Regions from separate parts of the Callithrix jacchus genome. Here all the other regions are linked to region 1. The links are chromatin contacts, called in public Hi-C maps. All regions are on one chromosome and are shown on one strand. The core of a region is the stretch at or near the end of the contact, and the rest is flanking DNA. Distances in the headings are between cores, read along the strand shown. Region 1 overlaps RAB17 (RAB17, member RAS oncogene family). Region 2 overlaps LRRFIP1 (LRR binding FLII interacting protein 1). Region 3 overlaps LRRFIP1 (LRR binding FLII interacting protein 1).

Region 1 (3,815 bases), core at 477-2,976:
ACTCAGGAGGCCGAGGTGGGAGGATGGCTTGAGCTCGGGAGGCAGAGGTTGCAGTGAGCCAAGAACACGCCACTGCACTGCAGGCCAGGTGACAGAGCAAGACTCTGTCTCGAAAAAAATTAACATAATAGTAAATGTATAACATCTACTCGTAGTTACAGTAACATCCACCTCCAAAGGCTGTAATATCTCAGGTATGACACAGACACTCGGATGGAAGCAGAGGACACCATCGCTCCCACAGGGGACTCAGCCAACGGCGAAGAAAGGAGCTTCCCACATTTCTGCCCTCAACCCAGCACAGCTGCCAACACACAGAGGTACTCAGTACAAAACTGAGGACGCCAGGCTTGGAGGCTGATGGATCGAAGGCGGCTTGTGAGCCACAGGCTAACCTCATCTGGCTGTCCTCCTCTCGCCTCTGTGCCATGGCCACAGTCCATAGCCTCCCACCCCGTCCCATCACAGAGACTCAGAGTGGGAACAAACACACCAAGCACCAGTCCTGGGTGAAAGGAAGAGTCCAGCCTAGAGGACAGTTCTCCCCTCGGAGAGAGGAGATACACCCGGGGAGAGGGTGTTGGAGGAAGGGAGACCCTAGCTTTCATCTGAAAGCTACTGGCAGGGGGATGACCCCTGAGGGGACAGGCAGAGGACCAGGAATAGAATGAGACATACAGGCCTCTGCATCTTGAATACCAGCTACCCAGGTACAGAGCCCGCAACATCCAGGCCTGGTGAGGCCCCCATCTGTATTCTCTGTTCTCAACTGAGGCCACCATCAGGCCAGCCTCAGCCCTTTGATATATGTTTAAAGGAAGCTGAGTCCAATATCATGGGTGAGGGGTGCAGACCTCCTTGCTAATGGAAAAGAGGACTGCATGGCCCACCCCAGGCAAGTTCTGACTCTCTCTCCCCAGGGTAGCCTCTGCAGACAGCCTCTCCCCATCACTCTAGCCCTTCTCACCACTAGCTCTGGGAGTCAGGCCAGACAGACCCCTGCCGATCCCCATGTATCCCCTGGGGATCCTTCAGGAACCACCCCCCTGAGAAAATTCCCTAATAGCGAACGCCATGTGCCACATTTTACAATTGTGTTTCTGTGTTTGGTGCATCTGTTTAGCTGGTTGTAGAATCCTCCGCACCTAACACAGGCCTGGAAAAGAGTCCACGCTCAACAGACACCTGTTAGATGAGTGAATGAGTGAGTGAGTGAATTTGGAGAAAGGGCAGCTCATCCATGTCAGAGTCCGAATCTGAAACGGAGTCTCTGATTCCGCACATGTTACCCAGAACATGGCTTTCCCTATTTCAGGTGAAAACTGCGTTTCACTGCCAAGGCAGGGTGTGCCCACAGCAGGATGGGAAGGAGGCCAGCAGCCTGCAGACGCCCCTACTCCTGAGATTAATGACGGGTTAGCCTTTTCAAGAAACACAGCGAGAAGGCCTCCCTCCCTGCCCACCCCCAACAATGATCCAGGCCAGACTGGTAAACCAAGTCCAGGCAGGAAGGAAGGTGCTGTGGGGTAAATTAAGCAAGGGAGCAGTGTTAGCAGGAGGGCGGCCAGGGCGCGGGGAGAGGACAGCTGGTTTGGGTCACTGAGTGGCCAGAGCCCAGGAGGCTTCTTCTGGGCTCTCCCTTCTGCCAGCATAATCCCTCACACCCAGCCTGACCTTTCTGGGCCAGAGATCCTACCCCTGAATCTCCACTCCCTGCAGACTCCAGCTGAGCTGAAACCTGACCCAGAGCCAAGGGCACTTCCTGCCTTTGTAGATTCTGTGGCTGCCCCCATGGACATCACCCCCTCCCCTCATGCACTGGATACGGGCAGTACAAGACTCCAGGACAGTGTGGGGATTCCTAGGCGGGCCTCGTCCCCATCTGCCCCAGGTGTGGGTCAGTGGCCTGGACTTCTGCACTGAAAACCAACAAAGCATGCTCTGCCCCTCACTTACAGCCCACCGTAGGCAGGATACTCTTGAAGTCATTCTTCACGTACCGGAGAGCCAGGCTGGACTTGCCCACGGAGCCACTTCCCAGGAGAACCAGCTTGAACACACGGGGCTGGCTGGGGGCAGCGCTGGGCTGGGGACTCAGGTGTGCCTGCGCCATGCCCTGCAAAGAATCACAATCATCTGAGGCAGGTGGAACATCCGAGCCACACCATCACAGCGAGCTCTACCCCGGGCTGCCTCCCAGTCAGGAGCAGGTGGCCCCAGACAGAGCTCCCAACTCAGAGGCCACCTGGGTTCGTACCCCTGCACCCCTCTGCACCCAACGCCCCATCTCCCCATCTGCAAACTGGGGTGCACAAGACCCATTTTTAGGTCTGTGGTGAGGAACAAATAGAGCTTTGCTTGGAAAGCGCTGGGCATGGGTCATGACAGATCCTGACAAGCAATGGTTGTGTGCAGTGGTCTCAGGGCTGGCTGTCCTCATTCCATTACTTTCTATTCTTACAAATCTGTCAGTTGTCCCCGAAGTATCTAACACAGAGAGAGGTAAAAAGCATCTGAGAATTTCCTGGTTGGTTGTCCATGGATTAAAGTTGGTGTCTCGGAAAAACTCTATCTAAAAAACGTTGGTGTCTCAATGATCTGAAAACCTCATAGACACATTTAGACACATTCCTATTGTGTCTAAAGCCTCAGAACCCACAGTGGGATGCCCCAGAGAAAACCAGCTTTGTGATCAAAATAAATGTGGGCATCCCCTGCATATGTTTTCATTACGGAAACTTTGCTATACACACCACAATAGAGAGAACAGTCTGACGGGCACAGGTACCCACCTCCCCAGTAATCAGCCTGGCCAGCTGTGTCACTCACATCCCAAACCTCCCCCCAGCAGGTCGCTGTAAAGCAGATCCCAGGCATCCTATCATCTGCAAACCTCAGGGCAGATACAGGTATTTTTTTCTTCTTTGCAGTTCATGTGTTGAAGAGGTCAGGTTGTCTCGTAGGTTTCCTGTACGGACGTTGCTGATTGGACCCCTGTGTTATTGAATAGAGTCTTGCGAACTCTGTATTTTTGATACCGTGGTGGTTCAGGACACAAACCTGATTAGATACTGGCTATTTTTTGGCAAGATTGCTACAAGAGTGTGTGTGCACCTCCCTCAGAAGGCAAATAATGTCTAGTTGTCTCTCTGTAATGTTGGCAGTCATTGAAGACCATTACTTTGAACCTCTATTTCACCAGGGGGTTGCAAAATGGTGACATTCTAATAATGTTCTAATCTAATAATAGATAATGATTTATTACCTAGGAAGAGAAGCTCCCCACAATCTATATGAAACCTATCAGGGGGCAGCTGGTCCTGTGATCAGGTCTCGTCTGCCTCTCTCACCACGGTGCGGAGGAGGGAGGCTCTCTAAAGGGGGAAGGAAAGGAATTTTGAAAAGGGAATAAGAAAAGCAGGAGTGGTAGGAAGCAGCCCACATGCCCTCACTGCCCCCATTCAGCAGCCATGGCCACGGACTGGTCTGGTCTGCCCTGTAGGGATAAGAGGGAAAGAATCAAGTTTGGAATCAGTCTTGAAATAAATAGGTCTGAGTCCTAGATACCAAGAAGACGGTTGTAGACAGAAAGTGACTGGACAGTCACGGGTCTGGAGCAGGAGGGTTTAGGGCTCGCTACCCATCACAGAAGAGGGGCTCCACGTAGTAGACTCAAGTAGTTATCCCACACGTGCCTGGAACCCCCTCTTAGATGGAAATACTCGAGTTTCACCATCAAGTATGATGCTGGCCTAAGAGACGGATTAAAAACATAAAATTAACTTTTCCATCTGTGTTTCTTTAAAGAAAGAAAG
Region 2 (3,815 bases), core at 611-3,110, 190 kb after region 1:
CGCAGGAGGAAACGAGAAGGGCAAAAGCAAAGAAGACTGCACCATGTCCTGAGCTGAGGCAGGCGGCAGGCGTGGTGCACGGGAAGTCTGACTGTGAGGGGCTCTTTTACCTCCACGGGCAATGTAAGTAGAACGTTCTAAATTCATAGAGATGCACTGTATGACAATCACCAGGTGATCTACTTGTAGATTTCCATGTAATCATTGAGGTTATAACCATATTAGAAAGACACATGTGTTTTCCATGTACGTTTTAACTGAGAGCATTCCGGTAGTATCAAACAATAATGTCTACTGTTTATAGTACAGATAATAAAAATAGAGGCAGTTCACCTCTGCCTTAAGCTGATCGGAATGTGGACATTCTTGACCAAGTATATCAGCATCTAATTGAAATGACCAAATAGCATTCTTACACTTCTGTATTATGAATATAAGCGATATTTAACTGAATGTCTTGTTCACATACATGTACTTCCATATTTGATTTTAAATGTGCATGACTACCTGTATGGTATTTTACTTAAAGGAGATAAACAGCCAAATAGCAAAGAGGACACTGAATGATAGACTTGCACCTGAGAGCAATAATGATTTTAAGGGTAACAAGTAAATGTCTGAAAGCACTAGGGGTTACCTGCCTTTATCTCATGTGAGTCTTTCATCTTGAACCAATGCTTTTGGATCTCGTTGTTGATGATACCTGAGTTTACCTTGTAGGACATTTTACCTTCACTTCATGCTGATGATATATCAAATTCATTTTTATGAAGATTTATTTTTAAGTTTTTTCTGGAAGTGAAATAGGTCAAAATTACATTTCCTACCCCAGTATTTGAGGAGGGACAGTCATTGTTAAAATGTTTTCAGCTGGGCGCGGTGGCTCATGCCTGTAATCCCAGCACTTTGGGAGGCCGAGGGGGGGTGGATCGCCTGAGGTCAGGAGTTCAAGACCAGCCTGAGCAAGGTGGTGAAACCATGTCTCTACTAAAAATACAAAAAATTAGCTGGATTTGGTGGCAGGTGCCTGTAATCCCAAATACTAGGGAGGCTGAGGTGGGAGAGCCAGGATTGCACCATTGCAATCTAGCCTGGACAACAAGAGCAAAACTCCATCTTAAAAAAAAACAAAAACTATATTTTCATGCCTGTAACCCCAGCACATTGGGAGGCCAAGGTCGGAGGATCACTTGAGGCCAGGAGTTCAAGGCTGCAGTGAGCTATGATTGCACCACTGCACTCCAACCTGGGACACAGAATGAGACCCTGTCTCTAAAAAAAACAGTTTTGACCCTTAAAGTTATTTCTCTTTCTGTTTGAATTTCTAATCATCATTCAAAAGAGCAGTAAAAAAGGTTTCTTGTTCTTGTGCAAACTACTAATTAGACTATAAGAGGATATGTTAAAGAGCTGAATCATTTTTGGTATTTTGGTATAAATATTTTCATTTGTTATTTCTCAGTATATTCTTATTGGAAAGTTCCTGTTTTGGTCTGCCTAAAGAAAATATCTATTTTCTATATAAAGAAGCATTTAAAAAAATAAGTGTAAAGTTATTTTTTAAATTGTAAAATATAAAATCACAAAGGAATGTACGTTATGAACGTTGTTGACACTTTTCATATTACTGTTACAAGATAGAATTGAATGCAAAAAGACCAAAACCTCAATACAATTTGAGGAAAATGTGTTATTAGGTAATTGAAATAAAAGCATTTGATAATTGTACAAGCCTGTGGTTCCACTCTCTGGTCTGCTTGAAATCTGAGTCTGCATAGCACTGCCTTTCCAGTAATACCTGTTCGGGGTTGCTGATGCCCACTGGGGCTCCGTAGAAGACCTGATGCCCTTCCTCAGTAAGGAAATTTCCCTCCTGGCATCGAGCCTGGGGCCAACACGGGTATTACTGGGAGAATTGAGACAGTTGTCCCGCATCACCTCGTGTGATCTGTGGTTCTGATGTGCAGCCTCGGTTGAAAACGGTCTTCATCTGCTGCTGTGCCTAAATGTGCCAATACTTAGAATGTTTTTAAGAGTATAATGAAAACAGCAAAAACCTTGACTGTTTCTGCAAGTGTCCTGAAGTCCAGGATGATGGGGATATAAATAGGAAAACCCGAGGCTCACTAGGAAATCAAGTCCAAGGGCTCTACAGGACCTGACAGGGTTTTGGTTTGTCTCTAACTTTAGCAAAGCTGCATTTCTGTTGGAATGCATGCTGGAAACAGCTCTCATTCCTGCCTTTAAAGGGCTCTAGGAAGGCAGTTCAACAACCAAGGTCACTCAGTGGTGAGATCATCAAGCCGTTTTAAGTTCTTTCCTATGTTACTCACCAGCACTTTGCAGGACGTTGGGCACACATCACATCCCTCAGCTCAGCCATCCAGCCATCTCAGTGATTCACCACTCATTTGTTTAATTAATAAGCATGTTTGATCACTTATGGAGGACGCTGTGCCAGTGAACAAGCAGATAGGACCCAGCCCTCCAATGGGGAATGGACAGCTGAAAATCAGTGAGCAAAAAAGAAGGGAAAAGAAAGACTTCTGAACACCCAAACACCAAACCATTTCTCAATGATTTCAGAGCCTTCGTTCTGAGCATCAGTTATTTGCTCTCCAGCGTAATGACTTTTTAGCCAAGCGCAGTAATTGGCATTACCCTGAAAGCCCTTAACATACCAAGAAGTGGTTGAGACTGGGCACAGTGGCTCACACCTATAATCCCAGCATTTTGGGAGGCTGAGGCAGGCGGATCATTTGCACCCAGGAGTTCAAGCCCAGCCTGAGCAACATGGTGAAAGCCCATCTCTACCAACCAAAAAAAAAATACAAACAATTAGCCAGGCGTGGTGGTATGTGCCTGTAGTCCCAGCTACTCAGGAGGCAGAGGTGGGAGAAACACCTGAGCCTGGGAGGTCGAAGCTGCAGTGACTCGTGATCATACCACTGCACTCCAGCCTGGGCGATGGAATGAAACCCTATCTCAGAAAAAAAGAAAGAAAGAAAAAGAAAGTTGACTTAGGTATACTGCATGTAAGAAGGCATGGAAATATATAAGGCAATTTAGAAAGATTTCAGCGTCAAAGACTCAAACTCAGAAAAGAATTGAAAGGTTGCCTGCCAGCCACATCCCCAGAGGAACCTCGGCCACTGGGGTTTCACTGTCACACAGAACAGAGAAAAACATTGGTTACTGACACATTAAATCAAAAAGCTTGAACATTTTTCAGTTCCAAACCAGAACATAGCTCCTGTATGTAAATATGTCTTCCTTCAAAAGTAGCTAAAGTATAGTTATGGGTTGTTATACAAAGGTTGGGCAACAATCAAGTTTTTAAACAGTTTTCAAGAATGTATGAACTTAGATGTATGATCTTGATCACTTTCCATAATTTTTAATATTTGCAATTAACAGGAGACCTAATGAACTGAACACTTACATTTCCACTTTCACTAGGACCCTGAATGCTAATTCTGGGGAGTTTAGACAGTGTGGGTTTCCTGTTTTCTATTTATAGACTCCTTTTCTGGGAGACACCCCCCCCCCATCCTATACAGCCAAGGGAATGCAACAGTAAGATTTGTTCCAAACATCTGGGCCCCTAAGGGAAGGGAGTGGTGTCTGTATGTGCATGTTTTATGTTCCGAATATGTACTTGTTCCATGTGATAGTCTTACATGGAGAAATCACTGTCTTTCAAGAGGAAAATCCTTCCGTTCTTTCTCTTTGTCCCTATCTACTGCCTCTCCGAGATATTTTTCATCATGTGAATGGCTGGTGGCTGATACAGGGAAAAATTTTTCAACTAAATG
Region 3 (3,815 bases), core at 374-2,873, 170 kb after region 1:
AGGCGCAGCAGCTCATGCCTCTAACCCTGGCACTTTGGGAGGCCGAGGAGGGTGGATCATGAGGAGTTTGAGACCAGCCTGACCTCAGTAGTGAAACCCTGTCTCTACTAAAAATACAAAAATTAGCCAGGTATGGTGGTGCACACCTGTAATCCCAGTTACTTAGGAGGCTGAGGCAGGAGACTTGAACCTGCGAGGTGGAGCTCGCAGTGAACCAAGATCACACCATTGTACTACTCCAGCCTGGACAACACAGTGAGACTGTCTCAAAAAAAAAAAAAAAGCAGTAATAACCAAACACAAAGGGGCATGGAAACTTGTTTCTCCGTGGCTGGGGTTAGCCAGGGACGGGTTACAGTTGTTCCAGCGAGCAGCTCATGGAAAATGCTCCCAGGACATCATCAGGAACACGTATCCAGGGCCAGTTTGAGTGAGGACAGGGGACAAGGAAAATGTGAAGTCAGGCAGGGGCAGCCCTGCAGTCTCTACAGGAAGTCCCACCCTGCGTTTGGGGGATGCAGGTGTACAGGTGAACTTGTCACACTTGTCAGAGGGGAGGGAGGGCTGGTGCCCCCTTTGGGGTGGCAGGAGGGCAGTGGCATTCAAGGGCAGTAGTAACCAGAATGAAGGAAGTGACCACTTGTCCCACTTCAAGAAAATAAACTGCTTCAGTGTCCAGAGACCACCACCAGGGTCAAGACCTAAAGTTTTTTCTACTCCCTTGGTCCTCCCAGGGTCCTTCGGAAAGCAGAGAGGATATCGGCCCCATCTCAGAGGGACACAGAATATGTTCACCTCATTCTCATCTTCTCCCATGCTGTGGATGAGCTGTGTTTTCTTCCCCTCCAGCATGGCCAGGATCTTCTCCTTGAGGACATTATGTTCATTCAGTGTTTAATGAGCGCCTAGAATGTTCCAGAAACAGGGCCCTTGTATGAGCAGACAGAGACCTGCCCCAGCCCTCATGGGACACACAGACAGGGGCAGACAGATGCTCATCGGGTGATCACACGTGGTGTGAAGCCCAGCAGCGTGGGTGTGTGGGGAGGTAAAGGTGCCTGGAGAGCTGGAATCCGGAGGGTTCATGGCCCAGACTTGGGCCACCCCAAGCAGAGCGACTGCCTGGTGAAGCTGACAGGTCCAGGTCATCCAGGCCCTGGAATCCCACTGGGAACCTGGCAAAGCCACCACATTTCTGAAACATCCAACAGGATTATCCCAAGGAGAAAGCAGGTCCGTATCTTACCTTGCGTATTCAGAGAAAACAGGAGCGATGGACTCAGATCTCTGCCCGTTTGAACTAGAAAAACAACACTGTTTTGACTCATGGCATTTGTTGCACAAAGAGGCAGGGGCAGGGACCAGGTGGAAAAACAGGTCTTGAATTATAAACACCAGAGTTCAAAGATAAGTCATTCAGGCTAAAGTAAATATTATTGGATTTAAAACCAAAAACTGTCACTCTAATGGTAGATTCTGCTATCATTGAAATCTGAAGGAAAATGACCCTTAAAATGGGAGTTTTCTGAGCAGTGTTTGCTGTTAGCTTGTGTCTGGAGAGGGACCTTGCGAGGATGTGGCTTCAGTGATCCCGTTTTCCACCCGGGTCTGGTGTTGCCTGGCTGGGCATTGGGGACAGCTTCCTTTTTGTACCTGGGCCCTTGAATAGGGTGCCTCTGGGTCCGTGAACAGGTCCTCTGTCTCTAGGAAACATGGAAAACCTAGCGCTTAAGCCTCGCCAGGCATCGTGTGTACATGAACCTAAGTAGTAAACTCCTTTAGACACAATATCAGAAGGTTGGATTAATAAACTATTTAATGTACTCCTTGAAACATTTGCTTTTGAAAGGAAAACTGACATAAACTAATTCCACAGACAAATTTTAAAAGTGACTATTTCCAGATTTTCAACGGTGTCTTTGTATATACTCAGCTGTGGCTAGAAAATACGACACAAATACTGTATAAACCTGTTCGTGTGAAGTTTCACTCTGGCCTGAAATGTTTAGTATCGCTCAAAATACGAGAGTCATGACGCTGACAGGCTGCTCTGTCTGCAGCGTTCGGTGCTCGGCCGTCCCGGGCTGGGGTGGGCGGGCAGAGCAACCTGCACCACCTGCGGCTACTGTGCCCTCTGACCCCACTCTGCACCAGGCACACCTCCTCCAGGCCTCCACACCAGGCCGTGCAGTGGCCATGACAGTGTTTAAAATCCTGGCATGGGTTCCATTTCTTCGTCATTTTAGAGAGGAAGTGTGTGCTTTATGTTGAGATGAAACACACCATCTGATTCCTTACCCGGCTCTGCGAGGGCTTAGGAAAGGGGGCTTGGTTAAGGTGGGCTCCACTGCCCGTGCCCTCTGTCCGGGCCTGGCCCCTGCGGCAGCGACACACCGCCATCTGGTGGACGCCAGTGGGGCTGCGTGGCTCTCCACCGGGCTGCGCTGCCTTCCTGTGTTTCAGGAAATCTTGCTGGCAAATCCCTTTTCATTCCGACAACACACAAAATGAAATTTATTATGTAAAATAGAGAAAGGTTGCACGTACATTTGCCATCAGCTTTCATCAAGGGCTTAATTTTTATTTTTTTTCTGCCTGGTCTCTACTTTAAAATATGCCCAGATTTTCTTTTGAGTCTGTTACGTTCTTCAGAGCACAGACTTTTTTAAAAAAAAAATGATAGAAACAGCAAACTATGGTTTTTGGGAGTTTTTTCCCCTTATTTGACATTTTACAAATTATAAAAGCAATAGACGTAAAACCATGCAGGATAAAGATGTGGTAAAGCCCTGTCCCTCCAAAATTAAGGTTTATGGGCCCAGTGTGTATTCTTTCTCAGCTGTCTTGCAAGAAATATCAAAAAGAAAAAAAGACTTGGTGGGCCCTTGTTTTACGGACACAGCTTTCTTTATAGGTAGACGAACGCATACCTGGAGCTTCGTTTATTTGTACACAATATTGAGCCATTGCTGACCAGCAGCCAGAAACGCATTTTACACCGTGGAGCCAAATGCCAGTTGCTTTCAGTGGTTCACTTGGCAGTCTGTTAAACTGGATTTTTTTTTTTTTTTTAAGATGGAGTCTCGCTCTGTAGCCCAGGCTGGAGTGCAGTGGTGTAATCTCAGCTCACTGGAACCGCCACCTCCCGGGTCCCTGTTCAGGCAATTCTCCTACCTCAGCCTCCCAAGTAGCTGGGATTACAGGCACGAGCCACCATGCCCAGCTAATTTTTCTATTTTTTAGTAGAGACGGGATTTCACCATGTTGGCCAGTCTGGTCTTGACCTCCTGACCTCATGATCCGCCTACCTCAGCCTCCCAAAGTACTGGGATTACAGACATAAGCCACCACACCCAGCCTAAACTGGATTTTCATATCCCATCAAGAGTTAAACTATCTTCTTTATTTTCACTTATTAATATTTGTTCTGCGAACTAACTTATTCTAAAGAATAAAGGCTTTGGGCCCAGGAGGTTTAATGAATTGATTCTCTAGCAAAGTAAGTGCTAGATAGTTCACATTTCCTTGTTATTTGAAATTTTATTTTATTGAGACATAGTTATACTCTGTCACCCAGGCTGGACTGCAATGGCATAATCTCAGCTCACTGCAGCCTCCGCCTCCTGGGTTCAAGAGAGTCATCTGCTTCAGCCTCCTGAGTAGCTGTTATTACAGACACATGTCACCACACCCGGCTAATTTTTGTAATTTTAATAGAGACAGGGTTTTGCTATGTTGGCCAGGTTGGTCTCGAACTCCTGACCTGAAGTGATCTGCCTGCCTCGGGCTAAAGTACTGGGATTACAGGCATGAGC

What was found. Hi-C and Micro-C count contacts between places; a contact is called where the count stands out from the background.
Region 2: a contact with region 1 is called in a Hi-C map of skeletal muscle, with 4 times the contacts expected there. The contact joins two enhancer-like sites. A contact is called at or near these places in 2 of 3 Hi-C or Micro-C datasets (induced pluripotent stem cells and skeletal muscle).
Region 3: a Hi-C map of skeletal muscle shows a contact between it and region 1, with 10 times the contacts expected there. The contact joins two enhancer-like sites. A contact is called at or near these places in 2 of 3 Hi-C or Micro-C datasets (both in skeletal muscle).

The regions. Positions count from the first base shown.
Region 1 is chr6:158,882,380-158,886,194 of calJac240_pri, forward strand. It overlaps RAB17 (RAB17, member RAS oncogene family), which reads right to left. Exons shown (of 6, transcript XM_078328900.1): 2 at 1,957-2,116. Among named protein-coding and RNA genes, the nearest start is that of TRNAC-GCA, 19 kb to the right of the region's middle. Within about 2 kb of position 1,727, at least 2 of the 16 cell types and tissues checked have an H3K27ac peak or open chromatin away from gene starts, as enhancers often do. A contact at or near this core is called in skeletal muscle, where this site is marked.
Region 2 is chr6:159,075,196-159,079,010 of calJac240_pri, forward strand. The region is part of intron 13 of LRRFIP1 (LRR binding FLII interacting protein 1); the gene reads left to right. Among named protein-coding and RNA genes, the nearest start is that of RBM44, 31 kb to the right of the region's middle. Within about 2 kb of position 1,861, at least 3 of the 16 cell types and tissues checked have an H3K27ac peak or open chromatin away from gene starts, as enhancers often do. A contact at or near this core is called in skeletal muscle, where this site is marked.
Region 3 is chr6:159,055,203-159,059,017 of calJac240_pri, forward strand. All of the region lies in intron 7 of LRRFIP1 (LRR binding FLII interacting protein 1), which reads left to right. Among named protein-coding and RNA genes, the nearest start is that of RBM44, 51 kb to the right of the region's middle. Within about 2 kb of position 1,624, at least 6 of the 16 cell types and tissues checked have an H3K27ac peak or open chromatin away from gene starts, as enhancers often do. A contact at or near this core is called in skeletal muscle, where this site is marked.